2 separate regions of the Astyanax mexicanus genome follow, and region 1 is linked to region 2. The links are chromatin contacts, called in public Hi-C maps. All regions are on one chromosome and are shown on one strand. The core of a region is the stretch at or near the end of the contact, and the rest is flanking DNA. Distances in the headings are between cores, read along the strand shown.

Region 1 (4,294 bases), core at 528-3,027, 300 kb after region 2:
ACTGGTACAGATAAAGGTGCAGGTATTGGTAGAGGTAACGGTACAGGTAACTGTGCAGGTAACTTTAGAGATCATGGTGCAGGTAAAGGTAGAGGTAAATGTACAAATAATGTTGCAGGTAAGGTTACAGTAGAAGTAAAGGTGCAGGTATGATCTATATAGAGCTGGGCGACATAGCTCCCAAAAAAAATCTTTGATTTATTTTTTAAACATCAGACTTTCGATTTTAATCTGTTTTCCCCATACTAAAAACTACAGATGACAAAGAAATGGTTAAAAACGAGTTTTAACAGTATTTGTGTATTTCAGAAAGAAAGGTTACAGAGTGCTGTTTATATATTTATATTAGTTATTGTGAATAATCTAGCTGCAGTTACAGTCTCTGATGCTGAATTGATTATTATAGATTTTAAACACCTTTAACTCGTCCGGCAGCATCTTCCTCAGCTTATTTTCTCCCAGGACTCTGAAGCACTGCTCCAGCATCTCCTGCCGCTCCGAGACGAAGGCGCTTATGGGTTTTAAAGGAACATTCAGGTCCAGCCCACCTTCCTCCACATCACTCGGCTCCTCAGCTGCTTCCATCGGACCATCCGCCTCCTCCTCTTTACGCTCCTTCAACACAAACACACACAGGCTCTACTATAATAACAACAATAATAAACTTTTATTCATTTAGTAAACATCATTAACAATAATGTAAGATAAGAAAATAAATAATGCAACATTGAAACATCTAAAAACAAACTTACAGAATATATACTGCTGTATATAAACTGCAAATAGACCCTGTAAAGCACCTTGCAGCCACGAACTTAAACGTATTTTATTGAGATTTTAAGTGATAGATCAACACAAAGTAGCAGAAAATAGTGAAGTGGAATGAAAATAATATGTGGTTTACAAAACTTTACTCTGACACTCTCTAAATAAAAACCAAGGCAATCAATTCTCTTCTGAATTCTTATCTTAATGAATTAATAGAGTTAATCCAGCTGTGTGTAATTTAGTTTTAGTATAAATACTGATGGCTGTTCTGTTAGACAACACTAGTGAACAAACAGCATCATGAAGACCAAGGAACTCACCAGAATTAGGTCATAAAAACATAAAAAAACAACTTTTGGAAGCCACTGGATGTGTAAATATATATACAGCTTTGGAAAAATTAAGAAACCACTTCAGTTTCTGAATCGGTTTCTCTAATTTTGCTATTTATATGTATATTGCACCAGGAATAAATGTATAAAGTTACCCAAAAGCAGTGCGTAAGACTGATGGAGGAGAACATGATGCCAAGATGCATGGAAACTGTGATTAAAACCAGGGATATTCCACCAAATATTGATTTCTGAACTCTTTAAACGTTATGAATATGAACTTGTTTTCTTTGCATTGTATGTGTATGTATGTTTACTGTCTGAGCTGGTGCTAATGCTAACGCTAGTGTTAGTGTTCTGACCTCAGTGCTCAACTCCGGACTCCTCCTCTTCCTCTCTCCCTCCGCACTGCTCCTCCTCCTCCTCCTCCTCTTCTCCCTGCTCCACCTCCTCTCCCGCATTCTGATATTATATATATTTATCACTAATAATAATAATTATATATATAAACACTGATTAAAACACAGCCCGCTCCGTCCGCTCACACTCCGCCAGCCAATCACCGGCTGCGGGGGGCGGGACCTCCCGACTTACAGCTCCTCATCCAATCACACTGTCCGCCGCTGAGGAGGAGCAGCTGTCAAAATAAAAGTCCTGCAGCGCCGTGAGTGCGAGCTTCTTTCATTGATCCCATTAAACACACATTTATATACACGTTATTTATATATACACACACACATAGATACACTTTATTTATATATACACACACATATATACATTTCATTTGCACACACACATATACACTTAATTTATATTTTTATTTGACTGAAAAAATGTTTTTAAAAAGCATCTCAAATGTAAGTTATGAAAATCACTGGTTTATATTCTACCTGTTAAAAATAAAGAAAAATAAATAAATTCAACCAGTAAAAATAATATATGTATTTATAAAGGTATAAAACAATTAACAATAAGAGTGTGAGGTGTGGTCATCTCCAATTACAACCTGCAATAGTAAAACTGTTCCCACAGTCTGAGCAGCTACATGGTTACTCTCCTGTGTGAACGCGCTGGTGTCGTTGGAGATTACACTGCCGATTAAAACTCTTCTCAAACTCTGAGCACTGATACGGGTTTTCTCCAGTGTGAATGCGCTGGTGTATTTTGAGCTCATTTTGTGTAGTAAAACACTTCTCACACTTTGAGCAGTGATGCGTTTTCTCTCTTTATTTGAATAAAGTTGAGCTCATGAAAATTAACAGTCTTGCTACTAGATATGATAGTGTAAACATTTCGTCTTTAAAGGGTTTTGGAGGATATATATATTTTACTATAAAAAGAGTCAAACTGATACGTGCCCATGGTTTCTCAGTCTGAAATGTAAAAATGTATGTCCGATTCTTAGCATAAAAGGCATAACACATTTATTAACTATTATTTTGCTCAGCCGTTTCACATGTAACCCATGTTCATATAAAACAACTGATCAAAATAATAGTTTATAAATGTTCAATGCTTTTTATACTGAACATTATAATCATTTCCTCAACACAGAATAACATGAACTGTTTCAGAACAGTATAGATAATTATTAAATTATCAATTAGCAGTTTCAGTTCTTTAAAAACGAGCTCTGGGTGTAACTGCAGCATCAGTAGCAGTAATGCTAATGAATCTACTGACCTAAAAACATTTGTTGTAGAAAATTAAAATATCGGGGTCCGTTTTCTTTTCTTAAATAAAAAAAATACTTTGTTTTACTTTGCAAATGAAAAAGAAAACCCCAGACATGTATTTCTACAGTGTTTTAAATGAGAGTTTTAGTTGTTTAGCTCCATTCAGCTTCATGCACTGAGGACTCCCTCGCGGGCTCCCTCTAGCGGTGATGAGGTATAATGTGATATATCGGGGGAGGGGGCGGGGCTCTCTATAACCCGGATGAGGATGAGTTTGGGGGCTCTGTAGATTTGTTTTGCTGCAGCGTCGGAGGAAGAGCAGGATCAGCTGAACTACAGAAGGTATGAAGAAGTTTTTTTATCTCTTTCTTTAACACGCTGTTTCACTTCGACCCACAGAATAAGAGGATCTGAGCTGGATTTATGGTTTTAAGTGTGTTTTAATGTCCGGTGCAGCAGCAGCTCCGTGAAATAGACCACTGCAGTCATGTAGTCTTCGCCACGTTGTTCAGGTCAATGGAAAAAATTAATGGGCTTTTCAAAACAGGTCTCTATTACATTCTCTGGTAAATAAATATGTTCAGAACCCTGTACGTTTTATTCTGTGTACCTTTACCTCCTAAATATCACTGGATCCTCTGAATTACGAGATCGGTTAAGTAATTAGAAAAATGCTAGCGTTTAGCTAATGCTTAACTGAAGTCACAGCACAGCGGCAGGGAATACCAGCGGATCCGATTCGATTTTGTGTTATTTTTCTTCACAGAGGATCATTAAAGCATTTAAAGAGGTGAAAACAGTATCAGTCTGGTCTTGTTAAGCAGTGTAGCCTTTGTTAGAGCTTTAAAAGTCAGATAAGTTAATTAGAAACAGTTATTTGCGGGTTTAGTATTTATTTACGGTAATTAGTTTATACTGTAGCGTCCGACTGGACGCTGAAAGAAGGACCGAGTAGGCAGGTTAAGTCGCTTTATTGCAAACTTAGAACACAGGTCGCTGTTGGCCGCAACCCCGCCGAAAAATAACAAACAGCTAATGCTAACTGGCTAACTCTAGCTCTCAGCTCACACACACATACACGCACACACACACTGAGACCCGCGCTTTCCTGCTTTGCCCCTCCCCCTGCTCCCCCCAATCACAAGCCCAGAACGGAACAGTGAATTAACCGTAAACAAAACATAAACGCAGATTCGCTACAATACTTACAATACTACAATTACAGCACAGCTGATCCAAATAATCAACTAACAACTAACGTTAACTAATCAATTAACTATCTTCCCTCGCTTAGGCGAGCTGAGTAATACAGCAGGACAGAGCTAGCCCAGCTAATTTAGAACCTAAAAGAGTCTAAAAATATTTAACGTAAGAGAACGGTATTCCGTACACAGTTTCGTTATTTTCCGCGTTTGAGTGGATATTACGAAAAATACCCGAGTTCTACTAGGCTGCAGTGATTGGCTAAACTATGGAATATCTGCCTAGCAACCTAAATAAATTTTGATTGGTTACTTT
Region 2 (4,335 bases), core at 1,588-4,087:
TTATGAATATGAACTTGTTTTCTTTGCATTATTTGAGGTCTGAAAGCTCTGCATCTTTTTTGTTATTTCAGTCATTTCTCATTTTCTGTAAATAAATGCTCTAAATGAGAATATTTTTATTTGGAATTTGGGAGAAATGTTGTCTGTAGTTTATAGAATAAAACAACAATGTTCATTTATTTCAACATTATTTTATATTACTGACAAAATGTGATAAAATCTTATGATCAGTTTGTAGAGTTTGGTTCCATAATTTAAAAAAAACATGATTTTTCTGTGCTAGTTCTGACTACTGCGCCTGCGCTGATCTCCACATCTGCTCTCGGCACAACCGGTGATCTGATTGGCTCTTTTTGTTGTAGGGCGGAGCTTTATCTTCAAACAGATGCTGAATCTGAATATAAAATTACAGTGTACAGATAACAGAAGTGATGCCCCGCCCCCTGGTTTTTATTACCATTAGCTGGGGCAGGTTGTGGCTGACGAGGTCCTTGGTGTTCACTTTATCTTCTGGCGTAACCGAACTCTTGTACTGCCATTTCTCCTCCACAAACGGCCACCTCATCTCCACCGCCTCCCCCAGCAGAGTCCTCAGCTCAGCCGAGAGATCAGCTACACATAATCACAGTGCAGAAATCACAGGTTACACAGGGAATAATCACAGGCACCCTGACCAGCAAGCTGAACATCTCTAGATAACACCAGAACTGCAGTGTGTTCTTCCCCAGGAACTTCTGACTGTTCTGAAAAAATCTACTCTCCTCCATCTCCTCACAATAATACAGGAAAATACCAGCTTTAAAAAATATTAAATCATGATTTTAACCTTAATATAATGATCAGTGCTGGGTGATATACTGATTCAGCACAAGTAATAAAACTCCCTGAAACTCTGGATACGAGCTTCAGTTACTAAAGCCCTGTTTAAATATATTAATACTGTAGCTGGAAGGATAATATTAATATACATACTGAACTGAATTTATTTGTGAACTGGTGAAAGAAGGGAATTCTTACACACTGCTTTTGGATAACTTTATGCTGCTTTACTCCTGGTGTAAAAATTCAAGCAGTTCAGTTTGGTGGTTTGATGGCTTGTGATCATCCATCTTCCTCTTGATTATATTCCAGAGGTTTTATATTTGGTAAAATCAAAGAAACTCATTATTTTAAGTGCTCTCTTATTTTTTCCAGAGCTGTATATTATGGTCATACCGCCCAAATAATAGTCATTATTAAAAGCTCAGTCTTAAGGGAACAAGGTGCGAGTAATCACAGAATTCGGTTGTGATTAATCTGATTAAATATATATTTTATTAACTGACATCACTTTTTTTATTATAGAATTAGAAGTGTGATCTGTAGGTCAGTGTTGTGGGTCGGTACCTCGGTTTGTTCTGTGGGTTTCTGAGTCCGGTTCTGTTCTCTGTGTTTCTGCCAAACGCAGACACTCCTCCAGCAGAGCGCTCACATCCGGAGCGTTCATATTCAAATCCTGATCCTGATCCGGTTCAGCAGCTCAGCCTCTGTAAAATAAAGGGTTACTGGTGTGAATGTAGTAATTTAATGCAGGCTGTTAATCTGTTCAGATTTTAGGTCTGAAACTTGGTCTTAAAATATAAAATTATGTAATATATTTTACTGTTAGAACAGTTGTACTGTGTTGTTTTGGTGCTTCAGCTGAATAAACTCTGAAGCCTAGTTTCAGAAGTGTTTACAGGTGTAAACCCTCCTGTTGTCAAGTCAAGTCATTATCAACCGCTTCATCCATTAAGGGTCGCGGGGGGGTGCTGGAGCCTATCCCAGCTGGCATCGGGCAGAAGGCAGGATACACCCTGGACAGGCTGCCAATCCATCGCAGGGCAGACAACCCTCCTGTTGTAAATAAGGTAATTTATGTAATATACAGGTACCGATACGATGATAATTAATTTAAAGTAGAGTCACTGGCAGCTATTTCCTAACTTTACATCTGTTTCTCCAGTTTTACTGCCTGATCATTAGGAGTAAATTTGTTTCTACTACTATTAACATGGCGGCGCTTTGATGCCGCTGTAGAGTAAACACACGTGACTGAAAACCACCAATAAATGAACAGAAGGCTATAATAGTCTAATAATAGTGTAATAATGTATAGTTATAGATGTGTGATAATAGTGTAGCAATAGTGTAATAGTGGGTAATTAAGATTCGAAATGTAATAATAGTATAATTATTTTCTAAGCACACATTTTTAGACATATTTAAACTTCTAGAAACTCCCTCACATAAAGTTCTTACACCAAACTGTTATTTATTCACTGCCTGAATAGCAGTATATTTAGAAGATTTTAGGTCTGAAACATAATTTAATAATATATTTACTGTTAGAAGAGTCAGTCTGTGTTGTTTTGGTGCCTCAGCTGTAATGTAATACATTCGGAAGGTTTTAAAACCTAGTTTCAGAAGTGTTTACAGGTGTAATAAAGTTATGAGGCTGAAAGCAGCAGAAACGGTATTTTATCTTGTTGTAATCAGGTGGTATTGATTATTTATCAGTATTAATCAGTGTTTTACCTCAGACTGAAGAGCTGGACTCTCCTGTAAGGCAGCAGATCTGCTGGAGGAGCTGGAGGAGGAGATTTAAAGGTAGCGTTATTTTCACTCTGTTGTGAAACTCTGGGAACTCCATACTCACGTGTGCATGTGTGTGTGTGTGTGTGTGTGTGTGTGTGTGTGTATGTGTGTGTGTGTTTGCATTTAAGGTAGCACTCTATTTCAGATAAGTATGAGTTTGAAGTTGATGCTCAGCTCTTTACGTAACTCGCCATTCCACCTTATATGCTGGGATTTCCGCCGGAAGGGGGAGAAAACAAAGTAACTACAGTGCACGTGCGGCATTACCACAGACTGTATACAGAGGAGACTGTCCACTCTAACGCTCTGACCAACCAATCAGCTCACAGCAGCAGAACGCTAACGCTCTGACCAACCAATCAGCTCACAGCAGCAGAACTGCAGCGACTTTACTGCATAAAAATGTATAAAAAGTACTTTTTTAGTGAAATACATCATTATTATTAGTTTAGTTAGATATTATTAGTTTATTTTATTAGTTTTTTAATAGTTTTTAGTGTTTATCTCCGCTCACTCCCTTCATTCAGCTCTGCCACTCGAGCGCCCTCTAGCGGTCCGCGGTGATTCTCTGATTTACAGAGGAACAGGTATATATATCTTCAGACAGATATATAATAGATATACAGTAAATAACATTCAATAAATGTTTTATTTATTAATGTAAACGATGAAAAAAACTTAAAACGACCATTATTTAACACTCTCTAAAATTCATCAGCTTTTTTGTAATTAAACTAATTTAAAGGCTTTGAAGGTTTTGAAAAGTTGGGGGTTCTGATTCACTACTTTTAGTTTTTCTATCTGTCTGTCTATCTTTTTTTTTGGTTTTTGTAAAATAATATCTGTCTGTCTGTCTGTCTATAATTCTTTGTGGTTTTGTAAAATATTATCTGTATGTCTATCATTTTTTTTTGTAAAATTATTGCCTCCGTGGCGTTAAAAATGAAAATTGGTGTTTTTCCGCCACCTGCAGGCGGAACGCTGTAACTGCAGCAGCAGCAGCAGCTTTTTAAGGTGGAATGGAGCAGTGGAATTAGCTGCGATCGTTTTTTGCTAAAATACAGAAAACGGAGCGATAATTCTACAGTTAGTAATGTGTATAGTGATTAAACTGTGTTAATTAAGAGTTCTGGCTGCTGTTAATGCTCAGCTGCAGGATATAAACCCACAACAGCGGATAATACTGCTGTGAGAGGTTAGCTTAGCCTGTTAGCTTTAGCGTGTTATCCCCTGCTGCAGCTCAGTGTTAGTAGTTATTGTTTTGTTTATATATTTATATCAGTATTAAAAGCTTCTGAGTAACAGATACTCTCTTAGTATTACAGGATTTAGGTTCTGGCCCGGTTCTGATCTATAAGAGCGCGGCGGGCTAGGGGCGCAACAGGTGGCTCCGTGGCGCAATGGATAGCGCATTGGACTTCTAGGCTTCTCTAGTGCAGCGATTCAAAGGTTGTGGGTTCGAGTCCCACCGGAGTCGAAATTTTAATTCCTCTGATAATTTTAGCTTTTATAAAAAACACACGATTAAATAGTTAAATCAGTTTTCACTGATTTAAAATCACACGGACTCTATTTCTGCCTAAAACATTCAGCCTGAACACACACAGGAGTCAGCATGAGCCGGTTTATAATACGTTTCAATGAGGAAAGCAATAACAAAGCTACTGCGCATGTCTGTTCCTTCGACGCTTCCGGTGGCGCTATTTTTAAAAATACAGC

What was found. A called contact is a pair of places that touch in the nucleus more often than the background predicts.
Region 1: a contact with region 2 is called in a Hi-C map of muscle, with 12 times the contacts expected there. The contact joins the promoter of LOC103022296 here to the promoter of alpk1 in region 2. A contact is called at or near these places in 2 of 3 Hi-C or Micro-C datasets (both in muscle).

What each region holds. Positions count from the first base shown.
Region 1 is chr25:460,981-465,274 of AstMex3_surface, forward strand. It overlaps LOC103022296 (caspase activity and apoptosis inhibitor 1), which reads right to left and starts at 1,778. Exons shown (of 6, transcript XM_007235526.4): 1 at 1,463-1,778; 2 at 418-615. The coding sequence starts at 1,561. It overlaps LOC125787702 (zinc finger protein 501-like), which reads right to left. Exons shown (of 3, transcript XM_049472317.1): 3 at 2,075-2,141. The coding sequence ends at 2,090. It overlaps LOC103022913 (zinc finger protein 239), which reads left to right and starts at 3,085. Exons shown (of 3, transcript XM_022668609.2): 1 at 3,085-3,118.
Region 2 is chr25:159,239-163,573 of AstMex3_surface, forward strand. It overlaps alpk1 (alpha-kinase 1), which reads right to left and starts at 2,838. Exons shown (of 14, transcript XM_022668600.2): 1 at 2,557-2,838; 2 at 1,387-1,526; 3 at 458-612. The coding sequence starts at 1,486. The region is part of intron 1 of apbb2b (amyloid beta (A4) precursor protein-binding, family B, member 2b); the gene reads right to left. trnar-ucu (transfer RNA arginine (anticodon UCU)) reads left to right here and starts at 4,003; the gene lies at 4,003-4,093.